Regions from separate parts of the Sus scrofa genome. Here region 1 is linked to region 2. The links are chromatin contacts, called in public HiChIP or PLAC-seq maps. All regions are on one chromosome and are shown on one strand. The core of a region is the stretch at or near the end of the contact, and the rest is flanking DNA. Distances in the headings are between cores, read along the strand shown.

The links. HiChIP or PLAC-seq counts read pairs in DNA pulled down with a chosen protein or histone mark.
Region 1: a contact with region 2 is called in an H3K27ac HiChIP or PLAC-seq map of alveolar macrophages, with 7 times the contacts expected there. The contact joins the promoter of CRY2 here to the promoter of ZNF408 in region 2. A contact is called at or near these places in 1 of 47 Hi-C or Micro-C datasets (liver) and 1 of 2 datasets of contacts at active chromatin or transcription factors (alveolar macrophages).

The regions. Positions count from the first base shown.
Region 1 is chr2:16,619,074-16,624,338 of Sscrofa11.1, forward strand. It overlaps CRY2 (cryptochrome-2), which reads right to left and starts at 1,307. Exons shown (of 12, transcript XM_021083144.1): 1 at 1,031-1,307. The coding sequence starts at 1,248.
Region 2 is chr2:15,832,778-15,838,113 of Sscrofa11.1, forward strand. ZNF408 (zinc finger protein 408) reads right to left here and starts at 1,772. Exons shown (of 5, transcript XM_003122824.6): 1 at 1,413-1,772; 2 at 830-1,107. The coding sequence starts at 1,530. It overlaps ARHGAP1 (rho GTPase-activating protein 1), which reads left to right and starts at 1,508. Exons shown (of 13, transcript XM_003122825.5): 1 at 1,508-1,966.

The DNA.
Region 1 (5,265 bases), core at 57-2,556, 790 kb after region 2:
TTTGTTTTAAACACTGGTTATGGAGAAAACACATCAACTACCTGTTAAACTTTTCCCATGATCCTGGGAGTCATCAAAGAGGGCCCCTTGGTATCACAGCTTGCCTGCTCCCAAATCTTAGCACATCAGCTGACAAGAGTCTAATCTACAGGCTCAACTGTCCTTTAAAATCAATCTCAAGAGAAGAGGAGGAAGTAAGGGACTCTTTGTTTCTTTTTCTTCTTCCTCCCCCCTCCTGCTTTTTTCCTTAGCAAGCCCATAGCTGCTGAGGGAATTCTCCAAAATAGGTTAAGTACTGCTGTCTGCTCTCTAGCCCAGGACACAGAGTGCCTCTCAATGAACGTGCCCTTGAGAGCATGTTCTTTTATTTACAATAAAGGAGCAAAGGCACCTGCCCTACCTAATGCTAAGTCAGAGTCTCTAGACACCTCCAGAGACTGGATGATCTTGGTGGAAGGAAGACAGGATAGGTGAAAAAATGAATTCACACAAACCAGAGGCTTAAGCTTAAGACGACCTTCAGGAGCGCTCTTGAAGAATGCAGGTGTCTGCCGTGCTATTTCAGAAACCTGTCCCGGCCCTCATACCGCAATAGCTCCCGTCCTCCCCTCCCTGAGCACAACCCTAAGAACCCTAGACCAGGAGTCCCTGTTCTGCCACTCGCCGGCTGCAAGTCCTTGGGCAGGTCAACTTTGTATCTCTAAGACTCCAGAGTCTCATCGGTACAATGAGGATCATGATTTTTGTTTCACGGGGACGTCGTGAGGACCAAAAGGGATAACACAGTGAGAACGCGCCGTGCCAGAGGTTGAGCCCTGGCCCACCCAAGCCCTAACTATGGGACTAATTGCTACCCACGTCGCGGCTTCTCCCCACTGGAGACTCAGCTGCGCCTCCCTGCCCCATCTCTTTCAGGTCGGGGGCTTTCAGCAGAGGGGACTGGGGCCAGAGCCTCCCCCCTCTTAGGGTACGTGCCTCAGAGGCTAGACTGCGCTCCCCGGACCCGCAAACCCGCCCGGGGCCCCCTCACCTCCACCGGTTGATCCCGACTGAAGAGGAGGCCGCGAACCAAGGGTCGAGGATGTAAACACAGCGCACGCAGTGCGCCCCGCGAACCGCCGCCAGCAGCGCCGGGTTGTCGTGGAGCCGCAGCCCCTTGCGGAACCAGTGCACCGAAGAGGCGCCTTCCGCGCCGGCAGCGGGAGCCGGGGAGGACGCCGCAGCGGTCGCCACAGCCGCCGCCATCATTGCCTGGACTGCTCTGACTGCGGCCGCTCCGCCCCCGTCGGCGCCGCGAGCCCGGCCCCCAGCTGGCCCAGTGACCTATGACGCGCCGCTACTCTTTGGAGCCCCGCCCTCAGGCCCTGGAGCGCCTCTGCTATTGGCTGGGCGCCTCCTGCCGGGCGATTGGTTAGAGGCACCATGTCTGGCCCCGCCTCCTCACGTTCCCACCATGTGTGGGCCCTGCCGGGAGGAGCCGGAGGGCTGGGCTAGTGACGCAGGCTGGCGGTCCCCAAGGAGGTCTGGGCGTGGACCAAGTCCGAGGAACGGCGGAGCTCAGCTTCCTTTTTTAGGGCCTGGCGCTGGAAGCTGTGTGGGCTGGCGAGGGTTGCTGTGACTCCAGCAAATGACTTAAAAGGACAGACCACCGGCTGTCCTACATCATCTTCGTCATCAATATAATCATCTACCACACTCTATACATACATCATTACAGCATTCTAATACAGCTTCCATTAGATGCCAACCAACGTGATAATACCCTTACGCTGCTGTCTCCTTTACTGCTGTAAACTCAGACGAGTTGCATTCTTTCAACAAACCCTAGTGAAAGAGCTGTTTTCATTTTACCGACAAAGAAAACCGAGGCTGCTGCAGGTTGAGTAACATGCTCAATATCATACAGCTAATACTTCTACCAGGATTATTCAGAATCTGAAGTTTCTGCTTTTATCCACAATACTACACCTCTGTCAGCGTTGAGCAACTTGGCATTTACAAGTAGTAGAGTCCAAAGTGTGGGCCCTGATGTGCTGCAGTAGAGGGGTTGGGATTAGGGACTGGAATTGTGGAGAATGTGGGTTGAGATTGTAATTAGGTCATCATTGGAATTCCCAGTTTGTGGCTCAGCGGTAATGAACCCGACTAGTATCCAAGAGGATGAGGGTTTGATCCCTGGGCTTGCTCAGTGGGTTAAGATCTGGTGTTGCTGTGAACTGTGATGTAGGCTGCAGACGCGGCTCAGATCCTGAGTTGCTGTGGCTAGCAGTAGATCCGATTCAGCTCCTAGCCTGGGAACCTCCAAACTCTGCAGATATGCTCTAAAAAGCAAGAGGGAAAAAAAAAAGCCATCACATGAATTTTTCTTTTAGTTCTGTCATAGACTTAGGGGTAACTCTGAGTGTAAAGGACTGAACTGGAGTCTGTGTGGGGTTCAGAGATGTGGAGGATATTCCCCACGCGTCCCCAAGAGAGCCAGGTGGAGCCCTCTTCTGGAGTCGAGCACAGGGCTTGCTGATTGACTGAATGAGTGAATGATAGGAGAAGCCTGTAAACACCCCCACTGATGTGTTGATGGTGGGCTAAGCTAGCCTGGAGCTTTGGCATTATCAAATGGAGAGGCCGTCTCAATTTGGCTCTAGGTGGCACCCTTCCTGAATTTGGGAATGAGCAATGAAGGAAGTTAGCAATTTAATCCGCAAGTGAGTGGCACTAATTGGCACAACTGTCTAAACCACAGTGTTGTTACAATCCTAGGCGCTCTCATTGCCAGGGCTTTGCACAAACTGTTCCCTCCAACCTGGATCACACCCTGAACACCCCCCCCACACACCTTCTAACTTCAGTTTGTCCTATGTCACTGCTCAGTGTAGATGTCACTTGCTGTCTGCTCCCAGCCTTCATAGTGCCCCATCTCATTCTGTGCTTCTTAATTTCTTAAAATTATTTTTGTTTATACGGAAGTTCCCAGGCCAGGGGTCAAACCCACGCCACAGCAATAACCAGAGCCACACCAGTGACGCCAGATCTTACCCGCTCAGCCACCAGGGAACTGCTTCTTATTAACACTGACCTTAATGTATGGTAGTGGAATTTCTTATCTGTCTGTCTGCCTCATTAGATTAAAACACCCTGGAGGGCTAGGACTGTGGCTTGTCTACAGCTGTATTTCCAGGGTCTAGCTCAGTGCTTGACCCTTAATGTTCAAGGATCATTTGGGTAAAAATTGAACAGGGGCTAGAATCTCAGGTTGGCAGGAACTTTAATGGCCTATCTCAGTCCTGATCCTGTTCTTAGTTTTGAATACTCTCTCCAAAAGAAACCCAAACACCTCTGACTGGAATCCAGCCTAAACCCAGATTGGAACTTGAACCCACTTTTTCAAAAAAAATTAGAACCACTGACCTGGTATCTAGACTTAGTGAGACTCAGGTTCTTTGTGCCTCAGTGCAGAAGGATTTCTGTGAGACAAATGGATAGGTAAGAAATAGCTTTATTGAGATAGGACACTTGTGAGGGATACAAGTGGGCAGGTGAGGAGGCTCAGCCCCGAGGATTAGATGGGCTATATTTTTATAATCCAAGGAAAGTGGAGGGAGAGGGGAAATGCGCTTCTTCCTCATTCTTCAGGTAGACGTCAGGCTTACGTCATAGCTCCTCCTTCCTATTGGGTAAGAGAGTGTTTGACCCTATGAGGTCACACGAGGACTTTCATGGTGCTGATTTTTCTTCACATCAGCAGAAGGGTGGTAACAGATGCTAAAATATGTTGAATCATCTCTGGTTTCTGCATAATGAGGGTCTCCTGCTTTGAAATCTCATCTTTCCCTTAAATTCCTGTCCTTGGTCCTACGGATCATGAGCTTGCTGAACTTGAACGCGGACCTCATTTTATCTTTCACTTAATGACTGGAGCCATATCACATATTTGTATGTATGGTTTTGGAGCCATATCACATGTTTGTATGTATGTTTTATCGTGAAGCAAGCCTGCTTTGTTCCATGGTGTTCTGACGGCTTTCTTGAGCGATGATTAACTAACAGTGGTCTCCCAAAGTCCCCTAGGTTTCCCTCTCTATCTGCGGTCCCCTATGGGACTTCGACAACTACCTGTGTAACTAGCCTACTCCATCCCTATCACTGGGAATGGAACAGAGAGTGGAAGGAGATGGTTCTTCCTTACAACCTCAAAGATGCATATTCTCTTTTTCTTCTCTGAATGCCCATGATGCTTTCTCTATAGACCTTGAACTCCATGAGGGCAGAGACTGTGTTTATCTTGCTCATCAGTGTATTCCCAGCCCCTAGTTTGGTACCTGACATGTAGTAGATGCTTAATAAATATTTGCTGAATGGTTGTCATTTATCTCTTTCTATCTTATTAGGCTATTTTGAGCGGCAGTGTGGTATAATGATTAAGCCTAAGGTCTTGCATATTTGGAGTGGCTGTGTTCAAAGTCTGGTCCTGCTTTTACCTGTGTGACCTTGGATAAACTAATTGAGCTCTCTGTTTCCCACTTTTTTTTTTTTTTTTTTTTTTTTTTGCTTTTCTTTTTTAGGGCTGCACTTGCAGCATATGGAGATTCCCAGGCTAGCGATCGAATCAGAGCTGTAGCCACCAGCCTACACCACAGCCAGAGCCACAGCCATAGCAATGCTGGATCTGAACCGCATTTGTGACCTACACGACAGCTCATGGCAACGCCAGATCCTTAACCCACTGAGAGAGGATGGGGATCGAACCCACAGCCTCATAGTTCCTAGCCGGATTCCTTTCCGCTACGCCATGATGGGAACTCCTGTTCCCCACTTTCTTAACCTATACAATAGGGATGATAATAGTAGGTAGGGTATAGCAAGCATTTAACAATAGTCAGCTACGGTTATTCTGACCAGCAGGATTGTGTCTGCATTTGTCTTCCTTGCAACACATATGTCTTTACACATAATGAGTGCTCAAGTTGCTGAGTGAATAAAATATTTTTAATCAGTTTTTTTTCAAAAGTCCTCAAAATTATACCAATAATGAAAAACAAAGAGAAGTAATCACCATCAACCCCAAGCCAATCAATTATTTTTTGTCTTCCTGTTACTTTCTAGACTTTGTCCATAAATATCTAAGTGTTACAGCTTTAATCAAAGCAGAGGTGCAGGGTTGTATGCATTTTTAAACAAAATATTAAGCATGCTTCATATTGCTATGTCATGTCTGTGTTTGCTGTTTTAATGAATATATAATTCTTCGTCAAGTTGATAAAAGAGGAA
Region 2 (5,336 bases), core at 522-3,021:
GAAAGATGAGGATTCGGTCCCTGGCCTTGCTCAGTGGTTTAAGGATCCAGCGTTGCGGTAATCTGCTGCGTAGTTTGCAGATGGGACTTGGATCCAGGGCTGCCATTGCTGTGGCTGTATCATAGGCCCCAGCTCCATCTCAGATTCAACCCCTGGCCTGGGAACTTCCATTTGCTACAGGTGTGGCCGTAAAAGAAAAAAAAAAAAAAAACACCTGATGAAATTGCTCCCAACACAGACCTAAGATGAAGCCCCCTGGAAGGTTAATGGTCTCTGGTTCTGCCTCTCTGTAGACTGCACTGTCTGAATTTTCCTTCAGTAAAGGCCAAAAAAAAAAAAATTGTCCCCACACCTCCCTCCCAAAGTGTGAAAAATTACTGAATTGAACATATTACTTCCTTTCAATGAGTACCAAACAGAAGTAAGAGGTACCTCAAATTTAAAATTTTTTCAGGAGTTATGCAATGAAATCTTTTACCTGTGCTGTTTCACCTTTCCCTCCAAATAATCCTGGAGGATTAAAATAAAGAGCCATTCCTTTATTTTACATGCCATCTGACCAGCTAAGTGACAAAGCTGAGATTTGATCCCAGGGGCTTTTTAATTCCCAAAACCTTTGTTCTTGACTTTTGTAACTGCTAACACTCTACTAATTCAGCTTTTAACAATTTTTTGCACCTCTTAATTACTGCAAGGAAGGAGAAAAGACAGTCCTGGACAGAAGGGGGCCAAACCATCTCCTATCCCTTTAAATACTCTGCATCTTCTAACAAGAAATGTCTGAACTAAATTTTCAATCATGGAAGGGAGATGCCCGATCCCTTAATACCTCTTTTTGCTCTCTTTCCGCTGCATCACCCTTCTGCTTAGAGACAGACTCCTCTTCCAGTGGTCCCCAGAGCAGTCCCGGCTGCAAGGGTTCCCCGACACACCAGACCCCCAAGCGCTGTTCCTCGGTCAGTGAGGGACCTAGGGCCAAGCCCCGGGGGAGGCTCTTTAGAGCGAGGATGGCTCGGGTCGGTCTGGCTGGGAAATCTTTGGGTCCCTGTGCACAGCCTTCTCCGGAAGGGCTCCATCCTGAGTCCGGGTCCAGGCGTGGGCCGGGGACTGCAGCGAGAGAGGAAGACAGTGAAGAAGTGAGGAAGCCGCCCAAGAGGTAGTGGGGTGGGGAAAGATGAGGGAGAAAACCCTAGGTCCAGCTAGGCCTCAAGAGTCTGAGAGATATATAAAGACTCTAAGGGGCCCCGAAAAGACCTGAGGGACTTCGAGGGCTCTTAAAAGAAGCCCCCGAGATTTTGAGGGCACCGGAGGAGGATGCCAGGCTCGGGAGGAAAAGGGTCGGGGGATAAGAGTTGACCAGAGAACGTCAGGAATATCTGAGCCGAGGGTCGGAGACACCGCAGGCCGCTCACCGAACTGCAGTCTTCCCTTCGCCGAGAGAAGCTCCTCCGCCTCCTCCATCCCGGATCGAAAAGCCTCCCTCCGCCGGAAGTGAGTGTCACCTTCTAGGCTCCTCCCGGAAACAGTCATTGACACCCAAATTTCCTCTCGGGAACGAATCGTAAGAGTCAGCCTTAACTGGTGCACAAGACCAGGAGTTTGGGAATTCTGGTGAGGCGAATCTCTGTCCGAGAAGAATACGAGCTAAGGATTCCGGAGGTCCACCAGAGATTCGAGTACCCGGAACATCGGAACTAACTGTTCCAGGGCCTCCTTTTGGGAGGGACGAATCGGACGGTTCTACTCCACCGCAGCCAAGGAGGCACGTGAGCAGCACGTACAGGAAGTGGGCGGGGATCCTGGAAAGGCCATGTTTGGACCGGGCAGCGGGTCGGAAGTGGGTTGGAGGTGTGGCGGAAGTGGTTGGGAGTGAAGAGACAGGGAGGGGGCGGTTCCCGTTCCACCTCGGAGCCGGATGTTTGCCGATCTTTGACAGGCGTGGCAGAGGGAGCGGTACCCGACCACGGTGAGCTGCGGGGTGCAAGTTCTGCCTGGGAGGTTGGGGGCGGGGCGGGAAGGAAAAGGACTGGCCAGGTCATTTGAAGGGATGGGGTCCGGATGGGGAGCATCCAAGCGGATCCGAGGAAGGGAGCAGGGGTGGAATGGGGCCTGGGAACCTGGCCTTCCCGCTGCCGGGATTCTGCCCCACTCGCGGGTCTGCAGCGAGAGGACTTTGCTTCTTTTGCTGGCTTCTTCCTGGCCTCTCGCTCGCTGTCATCGAGTAAACTCATGGGAAGGGGAAGTCTCCCTCGTCCGATCTGGGGAAGTGCTAAAACAAGAAATTCGGGCGAAGTGTTCCACCTTGCTACTTATTAGGCCACGCTTTCATGTCTCTTTCTTAACCTGTGAGACAGGATTGTAGCACCCAATCCGGTTTTTGTGAACCATGAGGCTTTATGCAAACGTGATTGTAGTTGAAAGGCTTGCTTTGTATTGTGGGGTTTGCATTTTTGCAATTCTGGAGCCCTAACTAGGAGGCCTATCACAATTCCAGAGAATATGATTTCAAGTTATTTCAGTTCTCCTTGGAGGAGTTTAGAGAAGCTTTACTTTGCCCTTTTGTAGAACTTTGAGAATCATATGAATGACAGTCACTTAAGAGAAGTATTGAAGGATTGACCTGCACAAAGAGACCACCTTAGATAGACATGGATTAAAATCTTGACTTTACTGTATGACTCTTATTTTTTCTGGTCTTCACATTTCTGGAACTGTACTTCTCTGGTGCTGATGTGAAAAGATAATTTGTATCCAGTTCATCGTGGTTGCTTCCCTTTTCCTCTTAGGATACAAATTGATTCCTTCAGTAATTCAGCAAATGACTGAGCATCTACTCTGTGCCAGATGTAATTTTGAGTAGGTCAAGGCTGTTTGTTTGTTTTTAATGGTCACACCCGCAGCACATGGAAGTTCCATGGGCCAGGGATTGAATCCCAGCAGTAGCTGACCTGTGCTGTGGCAACACCAGATCCTTGAACCAACTGCTCCCACCCGGGATAGAACTTCACAGCGATCCAAACCCCTGCAGTGAGGTTCTTAACCCACTGCGCCACAGTGGGAACTCCAGGTCAGGGATTCTTAAACAGTGATTCTAAGAGGGTCTGTGAACCCCTTAAAATTTCATGCAAGATTTCATGAGTATGCTGATTTTTGGGGAATGAGTCCAGACAGTTCATCAGAATTCCAGAGAACTCCAGGACTTCCCAAAGGTAAAACCTCTGCCTAAAGTGAGTCTTGAAGGATTTAGGAAAGGTACATATTTTATCTCCTGAGAAGAGAAACGTTAATTTGAGAGTAAGACATATTTTGCAGAGTGAAGCAGGACTGTGACAGGAGTCTTAGGCAGCCAGGATACTTCATTTCCGTGACTCTATGTTAGAAGTTCCCTGCACTAGCTTCTCTCCCCCTTCCCACTGAATGGGAGCTCAGCTTCTGGCCTCACAAGGGGCAACAGCTGTGGGCTGGAGGGTAGTGAGAGAGGCCAGGCTGGCTGGGAGGTGGAAGCAACTGTGATTAGTTATGCTGGAAAAGGAGCGTATAGGGTGGGGGAGGGGTCAGTTCTGGAAGAACTAACAAAATAGAAGAGTTACTGGAAGAGGTGGAGTTCAAGTTTGTCTCCCTTTTAGAGTGTCCCTCTCCCTCCCTCACACATACTTTAGCTCCCAGCTGTCCCTTCTAATCCTGTTGTTCCCTTCAGCACAAGTATTTTAGAATGCTGGAGAATTATATTTCTGGGAGGAGTCTTCACTTCTATAGATGAGATAGATGAGGAAATTTAAGCCTAGATAGGAAAAGGACTGCCCAGCATCTTTGCAAATCAGTCAGGACTATAATCCAGTTCTCCGTGTATCTCATTCCCTGCCTTTTTTTTTTTTTCTTTTTTCTATTTTTTTGTCACTTCATCAAGCACCCACTGTGTGCAAAAAGACTTCTGGAATAGTTGTGGGCAAGGCTGAAGGAGCTTTTGGTGTCTGGGCAGTAACTGAACAGAAGGGATGGAGAGAAGGCTCAGGTCCAGAGAGGGTTACTGAATTTGTGCCTGTCACCCAGCTGGGGGTCCCTTTGGGGGAGCCTTCACAGCCTCCCGGTTAAATGTGGGGAGGAGCTTATGGCTGAATCAGGCGTGGATTCCTCTAGACTGAAGGTTGCTTCAGGTGTGGCTCAGCTGTGAGGATGCAGGTTCGATCCCTGATCTCACTCAGTGGGTTAAGGATCCAGCATTGTCATGAGCTGTGGTGTAGGTCGCAGACATTGCTCGGATCCTGCGTTGCTGTGGCTGTGGGTAGACTGGTGGCTACAGCTCCCATTCAACCCCCTAGCCTAGGAACTTCCATATGCTGCAGGTGCGGCTCTAAAAAAAAAAAGAAACAGAATGGGGAGCTAGGGTGAGGGGACATATAGCAGCACTCACTGAGAGAGAGAAATGCATTCCCAAACAGGAGAGGGACATGTTCATGTTTGGGGAAGGAACTTGTGTTTTGGTGGTAAGCAGTGAATAAGTGTAGCAGATAAGGCCACAGGGAGGAAGAGGAAGAAAAAGAAATTGTTGTTTTTGGCTGTTTGGCCTGCTCAGTTTTGGCTCAGGAGCTTGAAACAGCTTTTGCCACTGAATCAGTGTGGTTGCCCTGGTAACAGGATAGTTGTTGCTAAGTTGTTGCTAGGTAAATAGGGAGCCGGTTTGCCATCCAGAGACTTTGGCAGGCTGTGATGTGTGCAGAGGTTGTCACATCGCTCAGAGGTGTTCAGGGTCTGGATCTGGGCCTACAGTTCTCCCCTCTTCTCCCTCCCTGCGCCTGGGTCTTGTCTGTACTCTTTATCTGTCCTGCTGATTCTCTGACCATATATGTCATTTTTGGGGCTTCAGGAATGCAGTAGACGTAGGGCAGCCTCTTTGCTGGGGTTGGATAAGTGGGTTGAATTGAAAGTCCCCTCCTTCACACATGGTGAGCTTGTGAAGGGAGGGAGAGTGGCTTCTAGTTAGTACACAGGGCAGAAGTTGCCATGTCCAGGCTGCACGCAGCCACATCCTCAACACCAGCCCCCAGGAGTTCCTGCTGTGGTGCAACAGGATCGGCAGCATCTTGGGAGCACTGGGATACAGGTTCAATCCCCAGCCTGGCACAGTGGATTGGAGATCCAGCATTGTTGCAGTAGTGGCTTGGGTCAAGACTGTGGCTCAGGACTTCCCATTGTGGCTCAGTGGTTAACGAATCCAACTAGGAACCATGACGTTGTGGGTTTGATCCCTGGCCTTGCTCAATGGGTTAAGGATGCAGTGTTGCCATGAGCTGTGGTGTAGGTTGCAGATGTGGCTTGGATCCTGCGTTGCTGTGGCT